2 separate regions of the Rattus norvegicus genome follow, and region 1 is linked to region 2. The links are chromatin contacts, called in public Hi-C maps. All regions are on one chromosome and are shown on one strand. The core of a region is the stretch at or near the end of the contact, and the rest is flanking DNA. Distances in the headings are between cores, read along the strand shown. Region 1 has its middle 210 kb from the start of Snx19. Region 2 has its middle 100 kb from the start of Snx19.

Region 1 (6,342 bases), core at 1,821-4,320, 110 kb before region 2:
GATGTTAGTGCTATGAACTTGCACGTCTAGAACTATGAGTAAAATAAAATTTATAAACTACTCATTCTCAGGTGCTTGATTATAACAACAGTGATTGGTTAACGATACTAGTGTTAACAGTTGCTAAGCAAACCGCTCTCCATCTTCTTCCTGAGCAACATCTTCCTCTCTGAAGTCTTTGCTGGTTTCCCAGAAGCCTTCACTCTGACCCCTACCTCACCTCTACCTTCCTTCAGTCCACTCCCACAGACTACTTTACCTTCTTCATTCTCCCTGGGCTCTATCCTTAGCTGTACTTTTTTGCACACTAAATTTTACCTTCAGCCCCTGCACAGAGCTCCAGACAGTGTGCCTAGGGACCAATAGGCAGTTTCCATACTTTTGCTCCCTGGGTATCTAAAGTTTGTCTCAGGAGTCAGAGCCATGTTTCCTTTCTTCTTGAACTTTTTTCCCTGGAGAATCTCAAAATCCACCCAGGTTCCTAAGAGGAAACAGAAGTGTACTTCTATGTCCAACTTGTCACAACAGGAAATTAATTGTGCTTCGATATGATGACCTCTGTCTTTAAGATCCCCCACTTCACCAATCCAAGAAAAAGTTCCAAGGGAGATGGGCAATTCTCAGTTCCATAATTAGAATAAATAGTAAGACCATGCCCCTGCTCATTGGTCATTGTCACACTGTCTGTCCCCTACCTTACAATTTACTCTTCAGATTTTTTTTAAGTGTTGATTTCTTTTTAACCTCTCTTTGGTATTTAATTAATTAATTAACTGGTTATTTGATTTATTTACATTTCAAATGTTGTCCCCCTTTCCAATTTCCCCTCTGCAAATCTATCCCATCCTACTCCCCCTGCTTCTATGAAGGTGCTCTCCCACCTACTCACCCACTTTCTCCCACCTCACCACCCTAGCATTCCCCTATGCTGGGGCATCAGGCCATCACAGGACCAAGGGCTTCCCCTCTTGATGATGCCAGATAAGCAATCCTCTGCTACATATGTAGCTGGAGCAGTGCATCCCTCCATGTGTACTCTTTGGTTGGTGGTTTAGTCCCTGGGAGCTCTAGGGGTTCTGGCTGGTTGATATTGTTGTTCTTCCTATGATGTTGCAATTCCCTTCAACTCCTTCTGTCCTTCCCCTATCTCTTCTATTGGGGTTCCCATGCTCAGTCTGATGGTTGGCTGCGAGCATCCACATCTATATTGGTCAGGCTCTGGCAGAGCCTCACAGGGGACAGCTATACCAGGCTCCTGTCAGCAAGAGCTTCTTGACATTGGCAATAGTGTCTGGGCTTGGTGTCTACAGATGGGATGGATCCCTAGGTGGGGTAATCTCTGGAGGGCCTTTCCTTCAGTTCCCTCCACTCTTTGTCCCTGCACTTCCTTTAGACTGGAGCAGTTCTGGGTTAATATTTTTGAGATGGGTGGGTGGCCCCATTCCCTCAACTGGGGGCTGCCTAACCACTGGATATGATCTCTACAGGTTCTAACTCCCCTTTGTTGGATCTTTCGGGTAATGTCATCCCTGTTGGATCCTAGAAACTTCCTGGGCATCTGGAACTTTCTAGTAGTTACCCTCAGTTCCCCATTCCCCACTGTACTGACCCTCTGTACTTCTCCCTTGTCTCCTCCCACACCTGATCCTGCCCCCCTTTCCCTTCTTCTCCTCTCTCCTTCCCAGGTTTCTCCCTTCCTCTGCCTCCTATGATTCTAAGCATATGCTAAAATCAATCTCCATTGCTTGTATTTCCGTTCCTCCATCCCATACTTTACTCTTTCTCAAGTTCTTATTCCTTATTCAAGATCCTACCCAGAGGCTAGCTCTATACGGAGCATCCCATGATTCTTCCAACCAGAAAAAATTGACTTCACCTTTAAGTTTTCCCTAGCACACCTCCTTGCACTATTTAAGTGTTTCTTCTGTCTGTCTTGTCAGGCATTTTTGTGACTTTCTCACCAGATCGTGAATTTTCATCTTAATATCCATGGCCTCACATAGAAACGACATTTGCTAAACTGACTTGAGAAAGGCACTATTTTATATGTATTAACAGGAAAGAGTAAGGTACCCTTTAGAGGGGTCATATGTCCTATAGCAGGTAGTCTCAATATACCCCTGAGCAACTGGATCATCCAACATTGGGGAGCTTGATTTTGGAGACATACTCAGAGTATGTCCCAATTGTCCCTAGGTAGAATATTAAGGAAGATCAGAGAGAATGTCAACAGAAAAGTGGTGAGGAGAAAAACTCAAGAACTCTCCTGCCTCATCCACCCACACTGGTAAAACGAAGGCTATCACCCCAAATAGCAGAAGCAAGGAAGTTCCTTAGCTTTATGATCTGCTGGGCCGATCAGTGAGGCTCAGATGTGGATGTGGACAAGGACTTGTATCTGTGACACCTTTGGCTCATGCTTGAACCTTTGATTTTCTCTGGTTGTCGTACAATAAATTGCATATCCTGCCAATTCCTGTGTTGGAGCTCCACCTCCCACTGTGACAATATTTGAAGACAGTACCATTATGTGGCTTCCATAATAAAGAAGTTAAATAAAGTTGAAAGAGATGACAAAGGTGAGATGCAACATGTCAGATGCCCTGATTAGAAGAGGGCAAGGCATAGGAAAGGCCATTTATGTACAACAAGGAAACTGACTGCAAACCAAGAAGAGGCCCGAGTAAAACCCAAAACTGATGGCCCCTCAACAGCCTACTGTGTTCCCAATCCCTGTTCCCAAGTCACTCAACCTCTATTACTTAAAACCCTAAAAAGGACAACAGGATAAGCACTGAGGTGTAACATCTTATTGGACAGCACAGAATCAGCAAACTGGCAGATTTGATTTCCATGACAACAAAGCTTTCTTTAGAAATTGTGGTTCCCAAGCAAGTACCTCTTTGGGCCTGTGGGTTGGGGGTAAAGAATGGTAGTAGGGTGTGGGCTCATGAGAGCTGTCCCTGCCTGTCACCAGCCCATAGCACCTGGCTCACTCCAGCTACCACATGGCTCTTTCCTCAGCTGATGGCTTCTGTTGTAGATGTAGGCAGAGAAAGATTCATCTTCCCTTGCAGGAGTGCGGGGAGGCTACCCACTAGGAACTAAACCATACTGTAGTTAATATTTAGACCACACAAGATGGACTTTGGTTTTTTTTTTTCTCTTGAAAGAGGTGGAGGAGAATCACAGGGGAAGGGAAGCAGACATGGGGAGACTGGGAGGTGAGCGTGATTGGTGTGCTTAAGGTGAGAATTCCAAATAATCAATAAAAGTATTTTTAAAGAAGGAATCATGGTTCCCTGACTTGTGTCCCACTAAAGGTCTTAAAGCACACATGCTTCTAAATACACATATATGCTCATGTTCACTCTCCCCTACTAATTCTGCATGTTCACTTAGTAAAAAGATCAAAGAATTTAAATGCATTCAGCTGTCCCTCTCCATTTAGGGGATTATTTCCTACTCTTACCTCTTGTATCCTCCCTACATTCTGGAACTTCAAGTCCCAGGAAAAACATCTCCGAAGAGAAAACATGCATACTTAAAGCTCAACTCTTTTGGTGATCTCTGGATCATATACTGCTCATTGCAGAAACTGGAAGGACATGAGGGCCTGCCTCATAGGAAACGTTTAGAAGGAAGCAAGCATGCAACCCAAGTGAAGTCTAGTTTTCATTTTTGCCAATTAATAATTGTATCCTGGTGCATACTAGAGGTGGAGATTTCATACTGTGCTACTGAAGTAGGCTAGAGGAACACAGCTAAGAAATAGCAAGGGGCATAATTGTGATCATTTTAAAGTGTATGCTATATGATTTTATCATATATAGAAAATGTCTATGAAAACTTCAAGAAATTAACGTTACTACTTTTCCTTTCTAGAAGAAGGTAAAAGAAGATCAGTGAAGATAAAGGATTTTCCAAGGTCATATTTTTCCAATAAAGATCATTGAAGACAATTGACCTTCCCTCTTCCAGCAGCTATCAAATGTTAATAGCTTTTGTGTTGGTGCTAGGATTTTGTGTCTACTCTCTCCCTTCTGCACTGCGAGTTTATCTGGCTGGGGCTTATGTGGACCTCCATGAGATAGAACCCATAGCTGATACCGTTAAAGGGTCCAAGAACTTACAGCTAGATAGGTTACAGTCCATAGGAGAGACACCAGTCCAATTACTTTGTTGGTGTGATTTTTAAGTCCTCTCTTTTGTTGACTCCTAAGAACTTTGAGGCTAGGGAAAGTATAAGTTTCTGATGCCTCCTTAGACCTATAGGGTCTTTCACAATGCTGGGTCAAGACTATCTTTAGGAGAACGTCAGCAACTCATTAAGTATCTATCTAGTCATTCTGATGCCAGCCTGCAGGGTTAGGTAATGCTCTTTGGAGTTCCTTTGTCTTTCAAGTACAGCAGGCTACTTCTCAGACAGAGAAGATACTCTAGAAAGGGGGATTGCCAGTACCTCTCCCACTGCCTGTCTCTGTCCCAATGAACGATCCATTCTTCTAGCCTTTTGGCCTCCATGACTCTTCACATGGTTCTTTGACAGCATTATACTGTGACACATCTTTTCCTTCCAGCTGCTGCTGTATGAGGAATATTAAATTCCAGTTAGAGGCAAAAATCTAAAACCTGAAGGAAAATCTATTTTTTTTCTCACAGCAAAAGCACACAGAATAGTAATGTTTTGCCAATATTTTGTTATGAAAATTTGCAAACATAAAGGCAAGTTGAAAGAAATTCACGGCAAATTGCCCACACACTCAGCTGTGTTTCGCAGCATGGGCAATGGTTCTTACTAGTGCCATTCTCTAGTATGTGTGTTCCTACTGTCCAGTAATTTCAAACTTCCCAAAAAACTTGGGAAAGATCTATGCAAAATAAGCTCTTGGGACCCTATGTGAGCAAGCTCAGACATATTACCTCATGCAGCTATGACTTAGATTCTACCAGAATGCTTCAATGTAAATGTTGGATTGCCTGCGAGTCTAGCACTTGACCTGGGAACAGCCTGTCTTATTTGGACACATTTCAATAAAAATTTAAAGTGTATGCATAATTCTCTCTGAGAGATTCAGCATGAATACTAATTAGAATTCATTGCTAGAAGTATTTCTGATGTAAAAATGGATTTCAGTCAATTCTATATACGCTAAAATTTGACAAATCCATACATCTGTGAAATCCAGCCTTTAACAAGATATGAAAGGATGCCTTCATGACAGAAATTTCTCTTGAAATTTGGGTTTTTGGTTACAAGCAGTCACTAAAGCAAGGCTCATATTTGGTGGAATATTCTACTTTTAAGTGTGTTCTGATATGCTAGCTCCAATTATACTCATCAGAATCAATGGTCAGAAATCTGTTTGAAAGAGGTTCAGGGCCAGAACTGAGAGCTCCAGGACCCAAAGTGTACACCCATGTTGAGTCATGGACCAAAGCATGTACACTTCAAGCATGGGCTAAACCCACAGTCCTCAGGAAATGAAAGGCTGAGCAAGTAGCCTCGCTCTCCCCACTGACTGTCTTCGGCTCCAGCTTTTACACAAAATATATGTGAATCATTCTGATAATATCCTATGACGTAGTTGTCATCCCAAAGAACAAACTTTTCCCATCTCCCACCCTGGCTGGTTCTGACCACACTTTACTTGGCAATATGTGCATTTGGTTTCCACCTGTTATAACTAAAGAAAAAAAAATATCAGTCAACAGTACAAAAGAAAATGTAGAAAAACCCCAAGAAAAGAGAGAGAAAAATAATCATTTGCCTTCAATTATAGGGGCAATTTTAGAGTCAAATAATGAGACGCACTGGACAGTGTTTCCAGTGCTAAACCACAAAACTGTGTTCCAGATGGAGAAGAGTAAATGAGAACCACTTGCCCAAAGGGCTGACATGGAAATCCTTTTCAAAACCATTTGATATATGTGAGATATTAGGCATGACGGTGAGGGGACATATTTGAGAACTATTAAGATCATAATATTTTGCATAATAGTATGCATCATAGTGTAGGGAGTTTTGTTCTGATCACCTCAGTTTCCAGATATGATAAGAGTAGATGGAAGATACCAGAAGGGAGATTTCTTTAACAACTGGAGCTGTGTAATGGTTAAATGAGGAGTTGCTAGAAACTTCCATGTTTCATGACTTCATGACCAATGACTCTCCAATGACCATATTTTCCAAACTGACCTTTGGGCCATTCCTTTGTCAAGTAGAAACATGACACCTATGGATAAGAAAGCACTCTAGAGTTTGCTATTGTTGTATGGATCATTGGAAAATGTATATATTTTCTTGCAGTCTCTTTTTTTATACATCTCCAGAATGAGGCC
Region 2 (6,793 bases), core at 3,923-6,422:
ATTGTGATTAGAAGCCAAGTAGCATGCAATCAGGATTATAGCTGTGTTTTAAGAGGAGGGATGAGGCCAACATGGAAAGACCTGTGTGTAGCAGGAACAGTGGGGCCACCTCTATGCAAATGCCAGGGGCCTCTCAGCCACAAAAGCATCTTTTGCAGGAGGACCTAATAGAGAACTGCCCACCTCCCTGTTCACCCAACTTCATATGATTTCTCTGTCTCAAAAAGGAAAAAGCAGGAAAAAAAAACACCAAAAAGAAAAAAAAAAAAACAGAACAGGGAACAACAGCAGGAAACCAAACATAAACTAAAACGAAAATAAATAAAACAAAAAGATACCAAGTCATACCAAGTCAAACCAAATGTATCCTTTCCCCAACACACACACACACACACACACACACACACACACACACACACACACCCCAAAACCGTGTTGTCTGTTTCATTAACTACTGCTGGACATGGGGCCTGCCCTCAAGTATGGTTGCTATAGAGACACTCCATTTGAGGAAAATGATGTTTTTCCCTCTTTCTCAGTAGGTATCAACTGCAAATGGTTTTTTGGTTAGGGGTAGGAGTTCATGTCTACTTCCCCTTCTCTGTGCTGGGATTTTGTCTGGTTGAACTTGTGTATGCTGTCGTGGTCTCTGTGAGTTCATGTGTACCATTACTATTGTGTCTAGAAAGCACTGTTTCCTTGGAGTTATGGTTCTTACAACAGAATTGTGATCTTTATCTGAAATAAAAACATAGTTTAGAGAGCCATATGCTCTCCCTTTAGATGCAAGGTATGGTGTAAGCAGAGGCAGACAATAGCTGAAAGCTGGCCCTAGGGTTTTGAACCAAGTAGAAATATTAGACCATTATTGATAAAACAAATGAACTAGACAAATGCAAAAATCTGAAACCATTAACTAAGCTTTCTGGCCACTGTATGTAGAAAACCCCTCTGTGGGGCCCCATTCCCAGGATCTTCCCCCTTCTCCTTCTTCCTCTTTCCTTTCTTCTTCCCTTTCTTCCCCCTTTCTCCTCTTCTCCTCCTCTTCCTTCCCCTCTCACCCACCTCCTCTTCTTTGTTTTTTCTTCATTTTGTTCTCCTTTCTTCTGTCTTCTCCTTATATGCTTCTCTACTAAGCTGACTTCCCACTTTCTGTGCAACATATCTTATTATCCTCCCTGGATGACACAGGCTAGGGGAACATGCCCCTTTGCCTCTCTGCATGTGTGTGCTCTTCATTCACCATTTTCTCCCCATCACTGCCTCTTAAGGGCTTGAGGAGGTGAGAGCCCTTAGTACCAGGTGAGCAGCCACACAGGGCCACAGCTTACAGGATGCTCGAAGAGAAGCAGAGGCAAGAGTTCCCTTTCTCTGATGCTTTACCTTTTCTCCTTGTTCTCCATTCTTCTCCCACCCCCTCTTAAAATTGTTCCCTGATTCCTCTCTCTGGGACTCATGCACCTTCCGTAGATATGTTAGCTTTCCAATACTGTGACAGAATACCTGAGAAAATCGATCTAAAATGAAGAAAGAGGCTGGCGAGATGGCTCAGTGGTTGAGAGCATTTGCTATTCTTGCAGAGGAACCAGGTTAATTCCCAGGACCTACATGGTGGCTTATACCTATCTATAACTCCAGATCCAAGGGATGTAATACCCTCTTCTGATTCCTCTCAGTGTGTACCAGGTATACACATGATGTACACACTGACAAAACAGCTACACAGGTAAAATAAACAAACCTTAAAACATCAATACAAAAGGTTAACTTTGACTCATAGTTTCAGAGGCTCCATAAGGGGAGTAGGACTGGGTTTCAAATATGCCCTCTAAAGGTATACATCAATTATCTGTTTTCTTCTTCCTAGGCCACACCTTTCCAAAGTTGCCACCCAGCTTTTAACACATGGACCTTTGAGAGCAGTCCAGATCTGAACTATAGCAATGAATTTCCTATTTCTTTAGGTTTCTCCATCCCAAAACCCTTCCAGCCACTGGAAAGACTTGAAAGAGAGCTGAGGAGAACTCAGCTGAGGCCAAACATTCCTTCCCCTCCCTGGTCAGTCTCTTTCTCAGGGGCCTTTGGCGTACTTCGGACCCAGCTGCCACATTTTCATTCTTAATAGGGGGATTTTCCAGCCCAGCTGTCTCTGAGGTCCTGGGAGGAAGGCAGCCCAGCCTCCACCTGGCTGGACCACCAGACACCTCCAGGCTGCACACCTGAAGCCAGAAGCAAATGCCCATCTTCCTTTCCCACTCCTACACTGAGCTTTGACAGCCGCTGGCCACCAAGAGCTTGTGACTGGTGGAGCCCCTCCCAGCGAAATCAGACTCAGCTGGAGCCTCGGGGCGAGAAGTCATTCATGGCTGTAGTTTAGTCGTCTTTGGCAGCAACTGAGCATAAAGGTCTTTTAAAGGAAGTCATCCCCGATCTGTGAGGAGGGCAGAGCTGGTGGTTAATATTTTATTATCATTTATCTTCGGGGTGGGGGTGGAGAAGGGAGGTTTTTTTTCCATGTGTGAGATAGACTCAGTTCTGAGGCTGGCAGGATTTATGGAGCACCAGCTGCCAGAGTTCCCTTTCCCTCTTACTTTAGAGCGGAAAAAAAAAATTAAACTGCCCACTTATAGATCAAATCCCCACTCCACTGTACAGCAACACATGGCCCTGGGGCAGGAAGCCATTGAGCCAGGCCTCATTCCCAACACAGTCCTGCTCCTCTGTGGCAGGATTTCTGTCCACACAGCTAGGATAACCCCACTCATTGGGGTCCTCCCCAGATCAACAACTCTTCCCAAAGTGAACCCCCAACCCCCACCACTGTTTCTAATTAATCAGCTTTTTTTAAAACTACGTGTCCCGGTGTCATATCCAGGGATATGTGTAGATGGAGCCTGTGCATTGTGACCTTGGGAAAGAGGAGAAGGGGAAAGAGGAGAAGGGGAGGGATGATAGGGGCCTTGAGGAGGAGCGGCTGAAGAGGTGGCAAGTGCTAGAGTGTCCTGGAGTTGGTCAGACACTGTATACAAGAAAGGTGTGCATGCTGGTAAGTGCAGAACAGCATAACCGTGACCTTCCCAGAAACTGTCCCTAACTGGGAGAGACCCATGGCCCACGGCTTATGAAACTAGGTTGTTTGGCGAGCCAACATATCTTCCGGAAGAAAAACAGTAGGCAAAGCATGTGATAGCCATCTTCAAAGACCTGAAAGAGACCAGAGGAGAAGAGGGACATATGGATTTCTTGTAGCTCCAGAGGACATATTTGCAGTGGTGGCTGGAAGGCCTGGGGAAATGAGTTTGAGCTTGATATAAAGAAAAGTCATCTAAAATACAGAGCCATCCACAAATACAGAACTTGCCCTATATGTAATAGGTCGCCTGTTCCTGCAAGGAGACCTATGTCTCTGTAGTGACACACCCAGCAAAGGGCGGGCCCTATCCCATCTCCAATATCCTTCTTGATGTTACCAATTTGTGATTCTGTGAAACACAAAACAGTGTAATTTGAAAATCTACAACCACCTATTTATATTGTGGAAGCACGTCCAGATACCTTTTTGTAGAATGGGGGGGGAGAGAGCTTCCAAGACCCTTCCCTTCTGGGCTACCTCTGTAAAACCCATTCAGAGTACCCAGTCCCTCCAGTTTTCTATACTCGAGGTCCTCACCAACAAGGCTCAGCCCCTTAGATGCTTGTATTTCTAAGACCCCAGAATAACCTTACGAGTCCCTATTCCCCCTTCATTGTTCATCTTCCCGAGGTTGTGATTAATTCTTGTTTCCCTTTCTCAGTTGACAGAGGAACCAATTAAACTGCTGGGGGTGCATTGCAGTCATTTAATTGCCATGCCACGATTCTGTGCCTGGGAAAGGCATGTGGACCCGAGGGGAAGCTGAAATTACTCAGGTCACATGGGCTGCCCTTTGAGGTGACAGTCCTGACAACTGTGTACCTGACGCACTGGAGATCCAGCCTGCTTCCTGCTGTTCTGGAAGACAGCTCAGATTACTGGTGACACCACTGCAGACCACAGCCTGAGTCCCTCTGTGGGTATGATACCTGTATTGGGTAAGCCGTAACCCATGGATTTGATCCTTGACTGGCCTGGGAAAGTGGAGGTGTGGGAATCAAGAAAGGCCACCTTCGGCCAGCAACTCCTTGAACACTACAGCTATGCACGGCTGCCACCTCCTGGACCATGTTATCACTGGTCCTTGGAACGTCCTCTCAGCCCCACTTCTGATTTAAGCCATTGCTGGGGTTAGCAGGGATGGGATGCTGCAAGGGAGGTGTATGGAGTGGAGAAGCTGAGATTGCTCTCTGCTTCGCAATCATAATGTTGAAGTGGTTGTAGATCTGGGTGACCTTAGGGTTCATACCAGTACACCCTTACCACTCATGGCCGGCTTCCCTCTGACAGGTTTACATAGCCAAGTTCAACTTCAAAAGGGCCATGTCCTTTTGAGTATCATATCCCAAATGACTAACACCATTGCCTTTCTCCAAGCCTTGGTTTATCTTTGTTAGATCATTGTTGTTATTACAGGCTGTTGGTGAGATCTAACCCAGGGAGAAGGGCCCCATACCCTCACATATCCATCTTTGATCATTTGGGCACCTACCATAGCCAAGGAGAGACGCTCTGAGACATGGGTCTTTTTCCAACACTCTCGGGAATTCAGCAGCTGAAAGGGAACAGTATGATTCCTCTCCAAATCCTGTCTCCAAAATGTAATGGGTTAATGGGTCCCCTAGGAAAGAAATCCAGCTGTTGACCAGCATTCTGTGATGGTGTCTAATAGCCCTTGCTGGCAGGCTCAAAACATGCTCCAAAGAGAACTCTACCCTGCTGGGCCCCTTTTGTTTGTCTCCATCATCCTGACACCAAAGCTCTTAGCCACCTTGCTTGCTATAACTTGGAGCCTTGGTATTCATGCTTTTGATGCACCCCTACTTGACATTTATGACACTCTCAAAGGTCAAAGCCTTTGAGACCCTTGAGTGATCAGGTTCTAGAGTAAACCTCAAGCATCACCCCACAAACTTCATGTTAAGGTTACTCAGGACATTTCTAAAGTGCCAAATGACCTACTTACAAGTGGGCAGCGAAGGCCAGGAGTGACCCAGCCAGCAGGGCTGGGCTGAGTATTCCAGTGGTGCAGTATGTCCTGTTGCTGTTCTGTTTGACCTGGTCCACATTTGGCTGAAACCCAGAGCCCAGGCAGTTGGCTCAACTCAGCTGCGGCCTTTGGCCCTAACACAGGATCTTTGTCATGAAGCTTGGCAAGACGCTGCTTCATCCTGTTGTTTCAGGATAGTGGTCAGAGGAGGAAGGAACTCCAGCATAGTACCTTGCACACAGTCCACACATGGACCAGCGTCATGATCAAAGGACTGAGTTCAGCCTCTGCTCTATGATATAGCCTTGCAACTCAGGCAAAGCAACTACTCTCTTTGTGCTTCTGAGTGGTCTTTTACCAACTAGGACTATTAACAGTATCTCCATGTAAAGTCTCCCCAGGGTTAAATGAGAAGATGAGCGTGTGTTAGTATCTAGCACACTTACTGTCAGGCACATGGTGGGTTTGTCCAGTGAATGATGACAGCTGAGATGGGATTGTGTTGGAAAGGACATAAGTCCTGAGCTTGGTATGTGCAGGGGTTTGTCTTCTAAGTGCTTAATTCTAGACCCTGTCAAGTTGACAATCAGGGCTGCCCCTGCCTTGAAAACTGTGTCAGCCCCGAGGCATCGAGCACAGATACATACTGCAGCGTTGTTCCTCACACAGGCTAACTGCTCCAGGGCCTAAACCTGCAGCTCTTTGCATCTGATGGTCCTTCCAGGGCAGTGCGGGTTACACCGTTCAGTCCCACGCTGTGACCAGATCCTCTCGTGACCAAAGAGCAGCATGCATCCTATGATTTGCCAGGGTCAGGCCAGCTGCACAAAGACAAATACTAAAGTGCTGCCCGTTTATCTTCTCTGAAATTTGTTCTTAACCTTTGACCTCTGGCCCTCTGCCCTGGCCACCTGAGAGAGCTAGCCATAGACAACAGGAACTCAGAGGCTAGGTCACAACTCAGGTGTCCAGGGAAAGGCCTCAAAGTGGCCACCCTGGGCACAAGCCAGGGGTGAGGAGGGAGTTCATGGCATAAAAGCCCGAACTCAGCTTGGATTTAAAGCATCCACCCACACAAGGCAGGACAGATGGACCCATTTGCCTCCTTCAGCTCATCTGCATTGAACCCGGCTCAGCAAGGCAGGTGCTGGACTCCCAGATCTTCTGCCCAGCCCTTTGGCTTCTCTCAGCTGCCTGTGGAATCTGCACATGACGATCATCGGGCCAGCTGTTAGGAATCACTTTGAGAATGAAAACAATTAAGCTGGGCAAGAAACCCACCGGCAAACCCTGACCTCACTTCTGCACCTTCAGGCCATTGTCCCTCAGCCTGCTCCTAGTCACCTTTCTGTGTCTGTCCAATAGCCTTTCCAGATGTGCTCTGCCTGAGGACAGAGCAACAGCATTGCAGCTCTAAAGCACTGGCTCAATGGGACCCCCCAAAACATCTCCCTCTGGGAGGTCAGGCTGCATTCAATCCCATTCCAGACACACGTGCAACACCACTTACCAGTGAGCTTTCTGGAAGTCCTCCTGTTTATCTGTGCAGGAATGCTCTTAGCACAGGGGAAACTGAGGCCCACCTCATCTGCTCTGAGCAGCCCACACTGTGGGGCAGTCCTAGGTGTTCAATACTCCATCCTGTCTCCGTGAGCACGGGAGCCTTGCAG

What was found. A called contact is a pair of places that touch in the nucleus more often than the background predicts.
Region 1: a contact with region 2 is called in a Hi-C map of kidney, with 2.1 times the contacts expected there. The contact joins two enhancer-like sites. A contact is called at or near these places in 2 of 12 Hi-C or Micro-C datasets (the A7r5 cell line and kidney).

Annotation. Positions count from the first base shown.
Region 1 is chr8:37,295,084-37,301,425 of GRCr8, reverse strand. No RefSeq gene overlaps it. Among named protein-coding and RNA genes, the nearest start is that of Snx19, 210 kb to the right of the region's middle. Within about 2 kb of position 3,070, at least 1 of the 93 cell types and tissues checked has an H3K27ac peak or open chromatin away from gene starts, as enhancers often do. A contact at or near this core is called in kidney, where this site is marked.
Region 2 is chr8:37,188,825-37,195,617 of GRCr8, reverse strand. No RefSeq gene overlaps it. Among named protein-coding and RNA genes, the nearest start is that of Snx19, 100 kb to the right of the region's middle. Within about 2 kb of position 5,172, at least 4 of the 93 cell types and tissues checked have an H3K27ac peak or open chromatin away from gene starts, as enhancers often do. A contact at or near this core is called in kidney, where this site is marked.